5 separate regions of the Mus musculus genome follow, and regions 1, 2, 4 and 5 are each linked to region 3. The links are chromatin contacts, called in public targeted proximity ligation maps. All regions are on one chromosome and are shown on one strand. The core of a region is the stretch at or near the end of the contact, and the rest is flanking DNA. Distances in the headings are between cores, read along the strand shown. Region 1 overlaps Gm36617 (a long non-coding RNA gene). Region 2 holds the start of Ndufb9 (NADH:ubiquinone oxidoreductase subunit B9). Region 3 has its middle 24 kb from the start of Mtss1. Region 4 holds the start of Sqle (squalene epoxidase). Region 5 overlaps Gm36617 (a long non-coding RNA gene).

The links.
Region 1: a contact with region 3 is called in a targeted proximity ligation map of DN3 thymocytes, with 4 times the contacts expected there. A contact is called at or near these places in 12 of 484 Hi-C or Micro-C datasets (B cells, the G1E-ER4 cell line, bone marrow-derived macrophages and 7 more) and 9 of 130 datasets of targeted methods (DN3 thymocytes, bone marrow-derived macrophages, craniofacial prominence and 5 more).
Region 2: a contact with region 3 is called in a targeted proximity ligation map of the SCID.adh cell line, with 15 read pairs. A contact is called at or near these places in 4 of 39 promoter capture datasets (embryonic stem cells, hematopoietic stem and progenitor cells and liver), 5 of 130 datasets of targeted methods (the SCID.adh cell line, embryonic stem cells, pancreatic cancer cells and 1 more) and 2 of 9 other capture datasets (liver and pancreatic islet).
Region 4: a contact with region 3 is called in a targeted proximity ligation map of CD8 T cells, with 7 read pairs. A contact is called at or near these places in 7 of 39 promoter capture datasets (the 3T3-L1 cell line, the C10 cell line, the HPC-7 cell line and 4 more), 3 of 484 Hi-C or Micro-C datasets (B cells, female germline stem cell-derived STRA8 germ cells and liver), 19 of 130 datasets of targeted methods (the 230-238 cell line, CD8 T cells, the SCID.adh cell line and 12 more) and 3 of 9 other capture datasets (adipose tissue, liver and pancreatic islet).
Region 5: a targeted proximity ligation map of thymocytes shows a contact between it and region 3, with 6 times the contacts expected there. A contact is called at or near these places in 8 of 484 Hi-C or Micro-C datasets (CD4 T cells, bone marrow-derived macrophages, embryonic stem cells and 3 more) and 7 of 130 datasets of targeted methods (bone marrow-derived macrophages, craniofacial prominence, embryonic basal ganglia and 4 more).

The regions. Positions count from the first base shown.
Region 1 is chr15:59,279,573-59,282,272 of GRCm38.p6, reverse strand. The region is part of intron 2 of Gm36617 (a long non-coding RNA gene); the gene reads right to left. Among named protein-coding and RNA genes, the nearest start is that of Sqle, 34 kb to the left of the region's middle.
Region 2 is chr15:58,932,478-58,935,177 of GRCm38.p6, reverse strand. It overlaps Ndufb9 (NADH:ubiquinone oxidoreductase subunit B9), which reads right to left and starts at 1,377. Exons shown (of 4, transcript NM_023172.4): 1 at 1,240-1,377. The coding sequence starts at 1,340. It overlaps Tatdn1 (TatD DNase domain containing 1), which reads left to right and starts at 1,440. Exons shown (of 12, transcript NM_001368428.1): 1 at 1,440-1,499. The coding sequence starts at 1,478. It overlaps Gm36559 (a long non-coding RNA gene), which reads left to right and starts at 1,902. Exons shown (of 2, transcript XR_875364.2): 1 at 1,902-2,700.
Region 3 is chr15:59,104,695-59,107,394 of GRCm38.p6, reverse strand. No RefSeq gene overlaps it. Among named protein-coding and RNA genes, the nearest start is that of Mtss1, 24 kb to the right of the region's middle.
Region 4 is chr15:59,313,810-59,316,509 of GRCm38.p6, reverse strand. It overlaps Sqle (squalene epoxidase), which reads right to left and starts at 1,418. Exons shown (of 11, transcript NM_009270.3): 1 at 381-1,418. The coding sequence starts at 665.
Region 5 is chr15:59,262,619-59,265,318 of GRCm38.p6, reverse strand. The region is part of intron 2 of Gm36617 (a long non-coding RNA gene); the gene reads right to left. Among named protein-coding and RNA genes, the nearest start is that of Gm36617, 18 kb to the right of the region's middle.

The DNA of each region.
Region 1 (2,700 bases), core at 28-2,527, 170 kb before region 3:
ATATAAGACATGGTGCTAACCTATGATTTCCTATTTATAGTCTCAGTTCCTTTCAAAGTTATGACCATATCAGAGCCAAGATTTCCCACTAATTGCAATTTTTTTTCAGAACACTTGCTTTGCTAGGAAAAATGTGACTATCCAGTGCACTGGTGCTCATATGGAGTGGGTGGGGCGGTGGGTGGAGGGCCTGGATGCTCGTGGAAAATTTCAAAGTATGGAGAGTTTGGTTTTCGTTAAGTACCTACCAGCCAGCCAGAGAAGAGGAAACAAGGTCACTTAGCTCCTTAGAGACGGATGAAGCAGGGACTCAGTTCCCACAGACGCATCTCTGAAATGCCTGCCTCGCCTCCCTGGCTCACAAGCTGTACCTCAGTGCAAACTCGCCGGCATAGCTCTTTAGCTCGTGGATCTGAACGACCTCATCCATCTGAGACTCCCCTCGGACACTGCTTATCTACTTGGGAACTCCTGGAGACAGTTGCTCGAGAGCCATTTATGGGAAGTTTGGCCAGAACCTTTAGCGGCATGGAGATGCCTGACCTTTCCAAAAATACACTCTCCACCCCTACCCTCTCCACCTTAGCATCCCAACCTTTCTTCACTTCCACCTTCTCTTTCCCTACATGCCATGCTTACCTTCTTTAACCCTACCCTGGACACCCCCACTTTCTCAATTCCTACACTCATCACCCCCACCCTAACCACCCTTACCCTCTTCACCTGTCCTCTCCATCTGCATCCTCTCCATCTGCATCCTCTCCATCTGCATCCTCTCTACCCTATCCTCTCCATTTCTAAACTATCCATCCTTACTTTTTCAAACCCTACACTCTCCATTCTTACCCCCTACACCCATAGCCTCTCCATCCTCTACTTTTTCACCCCTACACCTCCTCCACCCCACCCTCTCCACCTCTGCCATCACCATCTCTACCCTCTCCATCCCTTGGGGCATACAGTAGTTCTCTACTACAGTGTCGGGGGACCACCTTACTGAGTTGTTCGCCTGCTTTCCCATTCAGTTAGAAACTTGGTGTTAGATTTGGTGAAAGCGCCCTTCTGAGCTGGGCTTATGGACTCCTCATAGATACTAGTGAGTGAATGACTCATGTCCATGTGTGTTGTGGGGTGGCTAGACAGAAGCAGGAGTCATCCAGAAAGAAGAAACCTCACTCCCGGTGTGGAATGACCAACATCAGATTGCCCTGTAGGCAGGTCTACGGAACATTTTACTGATGATTGCCTTAGAGGGCCCATTCCACTGTGAGTGGTGCCATCCTGTGGTCGCGGGTGGCATAAGAAAGCAGGCTGAAGCCTGATGTGGTGGAGCACACACACCTTTAATCCCAGCACTCGGAAGGCAGAGGCAGGTGGATTTCTTTCTGAGTTCGAGGCCAGCCTGGTCTACAAAGTGAGTTCCAGGACAGCCAGGGCTATACAGAGAAACCCTGTCTGGAAACAAACAAACAAACCAAAAACACAAAACAAAAAAGAAAGCAAGCTGAGTAAACCACAGGGAGCAAACCAGTAAGCACCCCTCCGTGCTTCAGTTCCCGCCTCCAGGTTTTTGCTTTAACACCTGCCTTCCCTTGGTGATAGCCCCTCAAGGTGATATAAAGCCTTTCTCCCCCGAGTTACTTTTGGTCCCGGTGTTTGTGATAGAAAAAAAAAAAAAAGTAGCAAGTATAAACCCAAGAAAGTAATGCGAAGGCCTGGATCGGGGGTAATTGCTGAAATCGGAGGCAAACTGACAGGCGTTGAAAAATTAACGTGGCTGCCCAATATAGGTACAGAAGAAATAGTAATGTGTTGTTGTTGTTGCTGTTGCTGCTGTTTCAGCTGCCATTGTTTGAAGGACTCCAGATGTATCCCTTTAACAGTGAAAAAGACCATTTACTCTCAAGCGAGTCTGCAGCCTGCTGGGAGGCGGAGAACAAGAGACAAACAATAAGTAGTTCCGGTTGTGGTTTAGTGGTCTGAAGTAAACAAAAGCACCAAGGAGACAGAACAGCTGGCAAAGGTGAAGCAAGAAGACTCCGTGGGGAGGTGACATTTCAGCTGAGACCCTCAGGACTGGCCAGTGCAAATGTCCGGAGTGCGGAGACGCAGATAGGCTGGAAACTTAACAGGGGAGTCAGACCAAAGCAGGTTCACGGCATCATGGCGTGGAGAGGGAGAATGAGGCAGCCGAAGAGGTCAGATCACTGAGGACACTGACGTCAGGGAAAGAGCCTGGGGCCACTGTGTGTACACTGGGAAGCCCCCCGGGGGGGGGGGTGTTTGAGCAAAAGAATGATGCGTTCCAATTTGTGTGTTGAAAAGATCATCTGGGGCAGGAGTCAAAACCCACAGTGGGTGGAGCCCCATTTCCAGAGCCGATGGAGCATCCGATCAATTTCCAAGGAGAGTCGGGAACTAAGAGCTCCCGGCCCCGCAGGAGTGTATAAGCTTTTTGACTTCCAGGCTGGCTGATTTTGAAATCCGTATGCTCTGAGAATCCTTAGAGTTTGCAGCTCTGTTTTGGGAGTGTGGCAATAAGGTAGAGAAAAGGATAAGGAACTCTAAGGCTCAGACTAGGGGGAGGTTGCTAGCTGAGGGACAGAACACTCCCCAGGTCTCTGGGGCGCAGGGGGGGGGTGAGGGGAGGACCTGCAGGTTTGGACTTGAGAATCGGAAAGTCTTGAGAAGCAGAAAGGA
Region 2 (2,700 bases), core at 128-2,627, 170 kb after region 3:
GACAGGATGTGACAGATGCCCACAAGTTTACAGGCCAGCTGGCCTAGCATGCCAGCAGTGCTGTCCCAACAAGGAGGAAGGCAAGGTTGTCACACAGGTGATATCAACACGGGTTTTTTTGTTTGTTTTGTTTTAAGGGAACTGATGCGGACAAGGACTAAGAAAAGATGTCAGCTTTCAAATCTGTTAGTGCTGTCATAGTAGCTAGTTTGATTATTCCCTCCATGAATATGAGCCCTAATATCTCCAACTGTACTATAACACTGTCTGGATTCTTGAAGTCTTAACTTCTTCAGTAACACTGTTCCTTCTGAGTTTCCCCGTCACGTTCCCCGTTAATCCATGGGATTGCAGCTCAAAATCAAGGGTTAACTGTCATTTATTTGCCATCCAGAATGGACGCTGAATTGCAAATTCTGTTAAATAAATAAGAAAAACTTAGGAAAGAAGCTAGCAACTGTTCAGCATTGTACACTGCACCAGCCTGCATAACAAAGAGATGTAACCACAAACTTGTATCCTAGGATTCCAGGGTTACCCTCTGCAGGTCTTACAGGGTTACTTGATTTTCCATCTTTTTCTTGGAAGTCCTCCTTGTGGGATTAGGTTTTAGGGTAAGAGTGTAGCGGTATGGGACTTACACATCTTCGGTTGTCACTGCCCCTTGCATTTCTTTTAGGTCATGAAAGTCTACACGTTTTAACACTATATTGTTGTTTGTTTGTTTGTAAGAAGGGTATTTTTTTTTTTTTGGCCTAGCCTCAAACTCATAATGTAATGGAGAATATCTGTCTCCCCCAACATATGCCACCGTATGAGACTTAACGAGAAGACTAGTAACAATGGTTAAAGAAATAAAATGACGTAGGAGGTGGAATAGAATGAGCCTGCTTATCTGTAAAATCAGGCTAAAATAATCACTAATATCTGAGTTACTCTGCAAACTAAAGATAATGGACAAATTACTGTTAAGGTTAGGGACGACAGAGTCATAAAAACGTTAGCTTTAGATCCATGACAATGACAGTCCTAGGTACTTTTTATTTCTTCATGCAACTTTCTACGCTGGGTCCTGGTTGCGCCCCACACAATCATCTCCGCCAGATCAAGCAGAGAGGACTGCATCGGGACCCGGGTTCAAGGGCGGGCTCCCTTCACTGTGTCCCCCAAGTCCTTGATCAGCCTGGCCCACGGGGCCCCTCGGCTTCCGTCCCCGAGCCCCGGGTCCCCTCTCCCCACCTGTGGATACACCATGACTCGAGGTGGCGCAGCGCGCGCTTATACAGCCGCAGCACCTTCTGCTGGTGGGTCAGGTAGGCCGGGGGAGCGCAGAACGCCATAGCGTCCGGCTCACCTTCAGCGGCCGCCGCGGGGGCTGCCGGGAACCCGGAAGCGGGCGGTTGTGAGGCGGAACCGGAAGGACGAGCGTGCTCTGAGCCACTTCCGCTTTTCCCTGGGAGGAGCCTGCCGCGCCGTCATGAGTCTCTTCAAGTTCGTGGGTAAGGGCAGGTTTGTCTTGGTCGTGAGCCTCGCTGACAGTCCCGGGTCCCCTTTTCGCGGCATGGCCTTTCCAGGGCACGGAAGATGCCCGGAGGCCTCGCGTGCTGGCAATGACTGATCTGGTTCTTGCTGGAGGATGGTTTCCCTAGTGCATGTTCATTTATGAGCATTCCCGGGCAATGAATCATTGTGACTTGTGCTTTTTTTGTGTGTGTTTAATTCAACTGGAAAGAGAGGAATAGGTGTGGGGTGTGCTTCAGCCGTAGACTGATCGCCTAGCATGGGCTAGTCCCCGAGTCCTCCCATCTCTCAAAAAGCACCGCCCCCCAAGCCAATCACTTTTCTTCTGTCTTTCGTGAACTCTTCTACATGGCCGGCCTGACAGTCCCTCCAAGGTACCGGTTCACTCAGTCATCCCTTCATACCACAGACAACTCTGGGAGGCTTGACATTGAGTCCCGGGAATGTGGCCAAGTCCTGCTCACAGGCCATCTAGACATAAACGGGAGTCCTCAGACGGGAGGGGGTGGCAAATTGTGTCGCCTCGCAAGTTCCACGATCCATCCGACAGCTGGAGAGTGCGGCAAGGATTCAAAATGGGGGACATTGTAAGAGTCAGGGTTGGAAGGATAACTTGGAACCCTAAAGTCTCGATTACTTAAATTTCACTTCTATTGGGAGTGGCGTTCCAATGAAGGCTTTTCAGCAAATCTTTGAGTGCCAGTTGTACGGAAAGAGTCTTGCCTTCTGGGATACCGATGTGGGTAGTCTCAGTATGAACCTCGTCGTTGTGGACTTTCCCTGCTATTTAAGGGTGGGAAGTGACAGGGAGGAGGTTACCCTGATAGTCGTTTTGTAGATTTTGTGGCAGATAAGGGGACGAATGTAAGTATTTCAGGTTTTGCAAACAGGGAAAAGAATAGAAAAAGAGAAATGGGATGGTTGTGCATAGCATTTAGCACTGACTGTTCATGCCTGTTGTGGGAAGTGAAGACCCAAAGATGGCAGGTTAAGAAATACCTAGGCCATCTGGATCTAATAGATTAGGTCCATTCGTGAGTTAAAGGACATCCAAATAGAGACATCCTCCGAGCACTCAAAAGTGGAATCAGGAGAGTGGTTAAGGTTATACAGTAAAATCTGAGAGACACCTTAAGCAATATATTTTCCCAAGACACTGTATTTAAATATGGAGTTGTG
Region 3 (2,700 bases), core at 10-2,509:
TAGATGCTTTCACAGTATAAATAAGAGTGGGACAATAGTTATTACATCTACTAAACAATCATGTAACTCGCACACCTTGTCCTTACCACTAACTAGCTCATTGGTTCAGTTCACCTAGGGACATGTAAAAAATGTCTGGAGATAGTTCAGGCTGTCAAAACCTGTGGGTGCTACAAGGTAGACACCTTAGAGGCTGAACACCCTGTGCTGCACAGGGAGGGCCCTGTCCCCAGCAAATAGACACTCAGCCTACAATGGTGATGCGATCCAGAACCCCTAGCCAGGCTGCTGATGTTCTTCTCATTTTTTTTTTAAGGGGCACAAATGAAGCTTGCCAAAGATATGCAATTCGACCTGGATTCTGTGAGACAGGAAGGGGTGGGCAGGAATGTCCATCCAAAGCCCCTGCTGTCATCTGTTGATTATGAAGCTTGAGATTAGACCTCCATGCCCTGCTACTCCACTCCACCCACTGCATATCCTGGTTCCGTGGGCTGAAGGCCTCAGGAATACGGGTGCTGCTGACAGAAGCAGATAGCTCACTGGTGCCTCATGAGACAGTACCCTCCACCCCCTCATTAGAGCAGGGTTTAGGAGAGAGCAGAGGGCCCATCTTTGAGGGAGACTTATGGGTGACTGTGACATTTAGTGGGATGAACACATAATACCCTGACTTTTTGCTCTCTGTGTGTGTGTGTGTGTGTGTGTGTGTGTGTGTCTGTGTGTCTGTGTGTGTGTGTGTGTGTGTGTGCTTGAAACAGACTCTTATTTTGCAGCCAACTGCAACTGTCAACACCTCAACTTCACCCCCAGTGAAGAACCCACGTCCTAAACATGTTATAACCTCTCCCAAACAGCACCACCAATGGGAGACCCAAGTGTTCAGATTTGTGATTTTTGGGGGGACATTTCTCATTCAAACCTTTGGTAGGCATCCTGAACCACAAGGGAACTTCAGGGAAACAAGACATAGGCTAGAAGGTAACACAGGAACCAGATTCCTGGCTACACCATGGACCCGACAGGAGTCTGCCACAGGGCCACCCATAGACTTTGATGTAAGAAAAAAGTGAAATTTTGTCCTTGCCCAGGGAGTGTGTTTACATTATTCTATGTGGATGAGCCTCATCATAACGGTCCATCAGCCATGGAAACACTCGGCAAATGTTTGAGAAGAATGCCTAGAGTGTACACTACCCCTGAGGAAATGAACACTGCCGGTGGGTGGGGAGCCATGGAAACAAACACCACAGAGGCCTCCTCGGGCACTTTGTGGTTAAGCACGCAAGATGACTCATGTCGCCTGTCCCCTTTCTTCCTTGTAGCACGTCCATTGTCTGCTCTTCCTGACTCAGGGGATCCCCTCTCATCAAGGTCTTCTGTCACAGAGACTCCATCTTCCCAGGGTGGGTGCCACATTGTCATTTGAAAGTGGTTTTAGTGACTGGGCACCAAGAGGCAGCAACAGAGAGAATTCCATAAGCAAGAGCCTCAGAGGAAGTAGATGAAGAAATGCAGGGAGTCCCTAATGCTTTGGCCATTGGTCTGCTTGCGTTTTCAGCCTGGAGGGAAATAGACTGAGAGGCTTAGCTCTGGCTAATAAACTTGGAATTGAAGAATGTCACTTAGTTGCATGCCATTGGCCAAGTCACCTGGATTCATGGAGTGTTGTTTCTCCAACGAACATAATAAACCAGTAATAACTTTCTGTAACCACGCTCTGGGCCACTGTTGTAGAACACTGTTGTCTGGGCTAACACGCTTGTAATCTTGAAAATGGAGAGGCTGTGATTCCATGTGCGAAACCCACACAACATCAGGACCGTTAACACTCCCTTTAGAAGGAGTAGGGGAAAGGGCCCTGTTTCCCACCTAAGATTTCAGTCGCTCTATCTTTCCTGCTCCCGCTCAACTCTATGTGATCTTGGGACTCAAGCTTGCCAAAGTTATGCAACGAGTCCTTGGGATTCAAGGACTCATTGAATCACCTTTGTGAGCTTCAGTGGATCTGCTTTTAAGTCACTCACCATCCTTCTAAGTAAAATAATAACAACAACAATAATAATAATAATAATAATAAGAAGAAGAAGAGAGAGAGAGAGAGAGAGAGAGAGAGAGAGAGAGAAAGAAAGAAAGAAAGAAAGAAAGAAAGAAAGAAAGAAAGAAAGAAAGAAAGAAAGAAAGAAAGAAAGAAAGACATCAACTGATGGTTCCTTCTCTGGGGTGTCCTGATTAACTCTTGTGGTTGTTGTTGTTTTTATCAACTTGACACAATTCCTGGTCCATCTAGGGAAAGGAAACTTCAGTTGAGAAAAATTCTCCACCAGATCGGCAAAGCCGGTGGGGACATTTTCTTCACTGATGATGAATAAGAGAGGGCCCAATCTGCTGTGGGCAGTTCCAACCCAAGTGGGTAACCCTGGGTTTTTGTTTTTGTTTTTGTTTTTGTTTTCTTTCAAATCAGATTAAAGCCACTGTGAGCAGGCCGGTAAGCATTTAGTCTCTGCCTCAGTTCCTGTCTCCAGGTTCCTGCCCTGTGAATTCCAGCTGTGATTTCCATCAGTGATGAACTGGGACCTGGAACATGGAAGCCAAATAAATCCTTTGCTCCAGAAGTTGCTTTTAGTCGTGATGTTTTATCATAGCAATAGATAGCAAACTAGGGCATGGGATAAAGAGAAATACTTCCCCAAATTCTTG
Region 4 (2,700 bases), core at 169-2,668, 210 kb before region 3:
TCACTTTCCACTGTCTGCCATCACATTTATAAGTAGCCTTACCTGCCACACAAATTCTCCCTTGTCAGGAACAAAAATCATCCTTACCCAGGGATTTTAAATTAAAAGCCACAGTGAGTCTGTCTCCCAAATGAAATTCTAACATTTCCTACCAAAATCAACACCCAATCCCTGAGGTTCACACAACAAATGCTTTTCATCTTCCCTAAGAGCACAGCCACAACACAGTCCAGAACTTTAAGAAACGCAATCAAATGAGAACACTGACGCTTCTAAGCCACCACTTTCGTGACTTTTAAAGAAACCATAAACTTCAGTGACCTCGATCTGAAGTTTAAAATACGATCCCATTCATTTGCCCACTGTGGCATCAGGCATACCTTCTTGGACTCCAGCTGTTCTTTCTTTTCTGATTCAGGTGACTTGGCCCAGAAGAAGCCAATAAGAGGCAAAGCAGAGAGAATATCCGAGAAGGCAGCGAACTGGGCGCCGCTCTGATGGCGGCCAAGGAGGCCCCCGTGTCGATGGCGACAGCGGTAGGAGAGCACCAGGCCCAGCGACAGGAACACCAGCACGCACAGCAGGAGCTCCTTGTTGGCCAGGGTGACATCCCCGCATTTCTTATAAAAATAGGTGAAGGTAGCAATGCCAAGAAAAGTCCACATGGCTCAAAAGGCTTCTTTGGTGGCACCAGCCAAGGCTGAGGATTTTGTGTTTTGGGGGTCTCTTGGGGGGGTCTTTTTTCCTCGGAAGGTCTTCAGTGATTAAAATGTCCCCAAAATGTAGTTCTCAAAGGGGTTCGGGGCAACCGGTCGAACTTCTTCCAATAAATAGTTTCAGGATCACGAGTCAGATGTGATCAATTTTTGAAATCATTGAGAGTGCAAATGTATCTTAAGTTGTCCAGATCTTAAAAGGCAGCATTTAAAGCCTGCCTACCCCAACGGCTCCTGATTACACACTTCTTCATTCAGCCAACTGATGGACACGGGCCTCTCTATTGGGCTGAGGGGTGCGAATGTGGCTGTATACTTCGATGTCCGCTCGCCTGGCTGTAAACGGTCTTTTGTCACCAGCAGCAGGTGCTCGGTAGGAAGGAGTCGGGAGCGTAGAAGGATCTGGGTGCTGGGAAAGCTGCCCTTAGCAACACTGCCCCGGCAGCCTTCTCCAACAAAAGATGGCCACGGCGTCCCGAAGCGCGGCGGCAGCCTGGCAGCTCAGCCCTCCCTTGGAGATTCCTCCTCAAGCAAGCCCCGAAGTCACGGCCGGGAACCTGTCCGACCGACACTTGCCTTCCTCGAGAGTGAATGGCTGTCTCGGATGAGCGTCCTTCAGAGCGAGGCGAAGGCTCCTGCCCGCCGGGTCCCCAGCATCCCTCGCGGACAGTAACCAGAGTAACCGCTGCGCGCCCCGCTCGCAACCCGGCCCCACGCGCTTCAGCCGCCCGGCGGGCTCGGCCCAGCCCAGGGACCGGGAGGCGGGGCTCCGGCCCGGCACCGCCCCTTGAGCGGACCCCGCCTCCCACGCCGTCCGAACCAATGAGAGCGCGCACCGCGCGGTAGGCTGAGATGGCGCTATAGAGCGTTTGTCCAATGGCGGGCGGCGCACTCCGCGCGGCGCCAGTCGCAGAGGCGCTAGGGCGATGTTGCGTGGTGCGGGGCGGGTGCGTGGGGTGGGCGCGGGGCCGGTGGGTGAATGGGGCGGTGCCCGCTCGGCCTGGCCGCCGCGGGGTCCTCAGGCCCCACCTGCGGAGGGTGGAGCTCGCTCTGGAGGAACTCTTGGTGGCTCCTGGTGGCTCAAACGCAAGAGAGCTACAGGAGTCATCCGGGCGGACTGGATGATCACGGGCTAGAAAGGCGAGGAGGACGTGACACGCCGGCGAACCTGCCATAATTAGTGGACGAGGACTAAAGAAAATGAGAGAAGTCAGTAGGTGGAGATGGATCACGCCTTTAATCCCAGAACTCGGGATGCAAGAGGATCTCTGTGAGTTTGAGGCCAGCTTGATCTGCATAGCGTGTTCCAGACCAGTCAGAGATACACAGTGAAATCCTTCTCGGGTTAAAGAAAGAATGAGAAAGGAAAAAAAAAAAAAATGTCCTAATCAACAGCAATCCCAAAACTGTTTAATAAGATCATTTTATGTTTTAAGCACTATGCCAGAGCGTTGCAAACATTCATTCAACCCTTACAGCAGTCTTGCAAGAATGGCATTACCTTTCTGTTACAGAAGTAACCGAGCAGTTTATCTGCCGTCGTTCATGAGACTAACAACATCATTTTATACTATCCACAGCTACTGTCATGTAACCGAATTTCAGACTCGACAGTACCATTTAATTATCAAGCTTTCGTTGAGTTCTTAGTTATCTATGGTTTAGGTCTCACCCTAAACACTTCTCAGATATCTTTATTAGTTTCTGCGATTTTTTTTTAAGTCATTCAAACAGGTACAGTTGTTTAACCCGTTTATCCTTTAATAATGAAAGAAGTAAGTCTCACAGAACTGTATCCTACCAACCCTTTGCAGCAGGCACAGCCAACTCTATCTAGCTCCACATTTCTTCCTTCCTTTCGATTTGTTTACTTATGTATTTTGTCTACATGTATGGCTGCACTTTAGAAGAAGGCACTGGATCCCATGGGACTACAGTAACAGTTGTAAGCAGCCATTCGAGCACTAGGACTTGAACTGTGGAC
Region 5 (2,700 bases), core at 184-2,683, 160 kb before region 3:
CTTTCTTTCTTTTTCTCTTTCTTTCTTTCTTTCTTTCTTTCTTTCTTTCTTTCTTTCTTTCTTTCTTTCTTTCTTTCTTTCTTCCCTTTTTCTTTTCTTTCGAGACAGGGTTTCTCTGTGTAGCCCTGGCTGTCCTGGAACTCACTCTGTAGACCAGGCTGGCCTCGAACTCAGAAATCTGCCTGCCTCTGCCTCCCGAGTGCTGGGATTAAAGGTGTGCACTACCACACCTGGCAATAGTACCTCTTTCAATAGGTTGTTGTGAGAATTAAATAAATCAGTGCCTGCAAAGTATCAAACAGTATTTGGCTCAGAGTGGGTGCTCCGTGGTTGTGATTCTTACTGTCTTGCATCTACCACCTTGAGAATATGTCTTCAGTTCCTTATTTTTAACTCAAGAGATTACAATCAATGGGACCTACTCATGGGAACTTTGTGAAGATCAAAGGAGAAAATTCATCAAAAACTGAAAGAACAGTGTCTGGTACATAATAAGCACTCAATAAATACTAGCTACTATTGATTTAGTTAGCACTTTGTACTTGCCATGGTACCAATCCCAAGTCAGAAGTCAGGTATGCCAGAAACCAACAAAGCAACTTAATCTACACTCCAAGCTTTAACAGTATCTCAGTCAATCTTGAAGATTCTATTTCCCCCACGATGTCCAGTCTGCGCCAAGGACCTGAGAACTTAGTCAATGTCCAGGTTTCCAGAGTCTTGCTGGCCCTGAGTCCTCTATCCACTTAGACATCTGTTATCTCAGCCTGGCAAGTCTCTGCTATTTCCGAACCACCCAAGGCCTTGCCCAGTGGATCTCCTGTCATAGTTGAGCTTCTGCTCCCCTAACATCCCCAAAGACCCATTGATACTTCCCTTATATTTTACTCAAGCATCTGGGGACCATTTCTTAGTCCCCAGGAAAATCTTGCTTTCAAATCCATTGACCTCCATGGAAATTGAGATAGAAAAGTTGGGTCACAGAGTCTCCCCAGAGGTAGAGAAGCAGCAGAGCTTGCTCCACAACTTGAATGTGACCCAGAGGAAAAGATTATAGAGGGAGTTTCCATACAGTGACCATCTAGAGAAGTTTTTTAAATGTCCACTGCCAAACAGAGTGTGATTCACATTCTCGTCCCTCACTGGACACCCGGGCCTTATGCCAAGAAGTCTGCAAAACATTAGAAGAGAATAAAGAGCTGAACTAGACAGTTGTCTTCCCCTGAGAGTTCCCCATCTGCACGAACACACACACCCCTCCAGAGGACATCTGGCAATCTTTAAGAGACATTTGGGATGGTCACCATTGAATGGGAGAAGGGTGCCTCTGACATTTTGTGGGTACAGACGCAAGGTGCAACCACACATCCTACAATGCATTCGACAGTCAGCCGCCCTCTCCCCTGCCCACATAAAGGATTAATCTGGCCCCAGATGTTAGCAACATAGAGGAGGAGGCATGAAAACTGTCATGCGAGGCAAGAGAGAGTGACAAGGCAATTGTGCCAGAGGCTCGTGCAATCAAAATCACTGTGAGGCCATTTACTTGAATCAGGAGGGTCATTCCTAGGAACTTATTTCATAGAAAAGGGTCCTCACAGGCCAGAGTTTCTATTTCTCACACAATTTTAGATAGCAATGCCTCCAAAGACAGCACGGAAGCAAACAGGAAGCAGCTGCTGATCACCCAACCACAAGCAGACTGCTGGCCTCCAAAGAAGGACGTCCTCCACTGGGTGGAGACTCGGGCTATCCAGCAGCCGGCAAGAGCCTCTCCATTCAGGTTGGGCTTCTGTTGCTTTCTAGGCATGGTAATTGGACAGGAAAAGTTGGCTCCTTAATTACCACGATGCTTTCTTCTCCACAGCCTTCCAGGAAGTGCCCATGATGCGTATATGCTGATAGAGGGTGGGAAGCATCCAGGTGGAGTAGTAAAAAAAATAAAAGCCCCTCAAAAGGTCAGAAATGAGGCAAGAATCTCATCTCATTGCTCTTGTTCTGGGATATAATTGGAGAAAGACTTGCAAGTTCCAGGGCGATCTGGTGCCAGTGAGGAAGAGAAGATAGAAGAAGAGGGTTTGGTGTTCAGGCTGGAGGACGGGTAGTAGAGCGGGGGGGGGGGTGAGGGGTGGGGGGGGTGGGGGGGGGAGGGGAGGTCATGTTGTACTGAGGGTGTTGACCTGTCCTTGGTGAGGGGTGAAAGCCCATGGTATGCAGGCAACAACACGGTTTTCCATTTCCAATGTGAAAGAGGTCTTGTTCAAAACAATGAGGACAGCTAGAAGATTATCTTCAGTGGTGGGATCTTACTATTCTTTTGACTTTTCAACTGCTTTGAGGGTATGGGGGAGGAGCTTAATTTATAAGAGATCCACTGTCGTTAATGGAAGCTACAGCCAAGAATTTGAGAGATGCTTCCTACTCTGCTTGTGAGGAGAGACCTCTGCCCAGCTTGTCTACATTTTTGACAAGATCTTCTCAGCGACTGCAATGGCTAGGCTGTCCTCTCCTCTCTGGCCTCTGTGGCCAGCGGTTCTCTTAGCCTGCTTCTGTCCCCCTGGTGCATTTCCCTGGCTGTGTAGATGATTTTCTGGGACTCCTATGTCATCTCTCCATGCTCTCTGATCCCTCCTCCTCCCTCACCACTCCCACTTGCTATTCTGATGGCTCTTTGGTCTCTCCTGCTTAATGCTTTCCCAG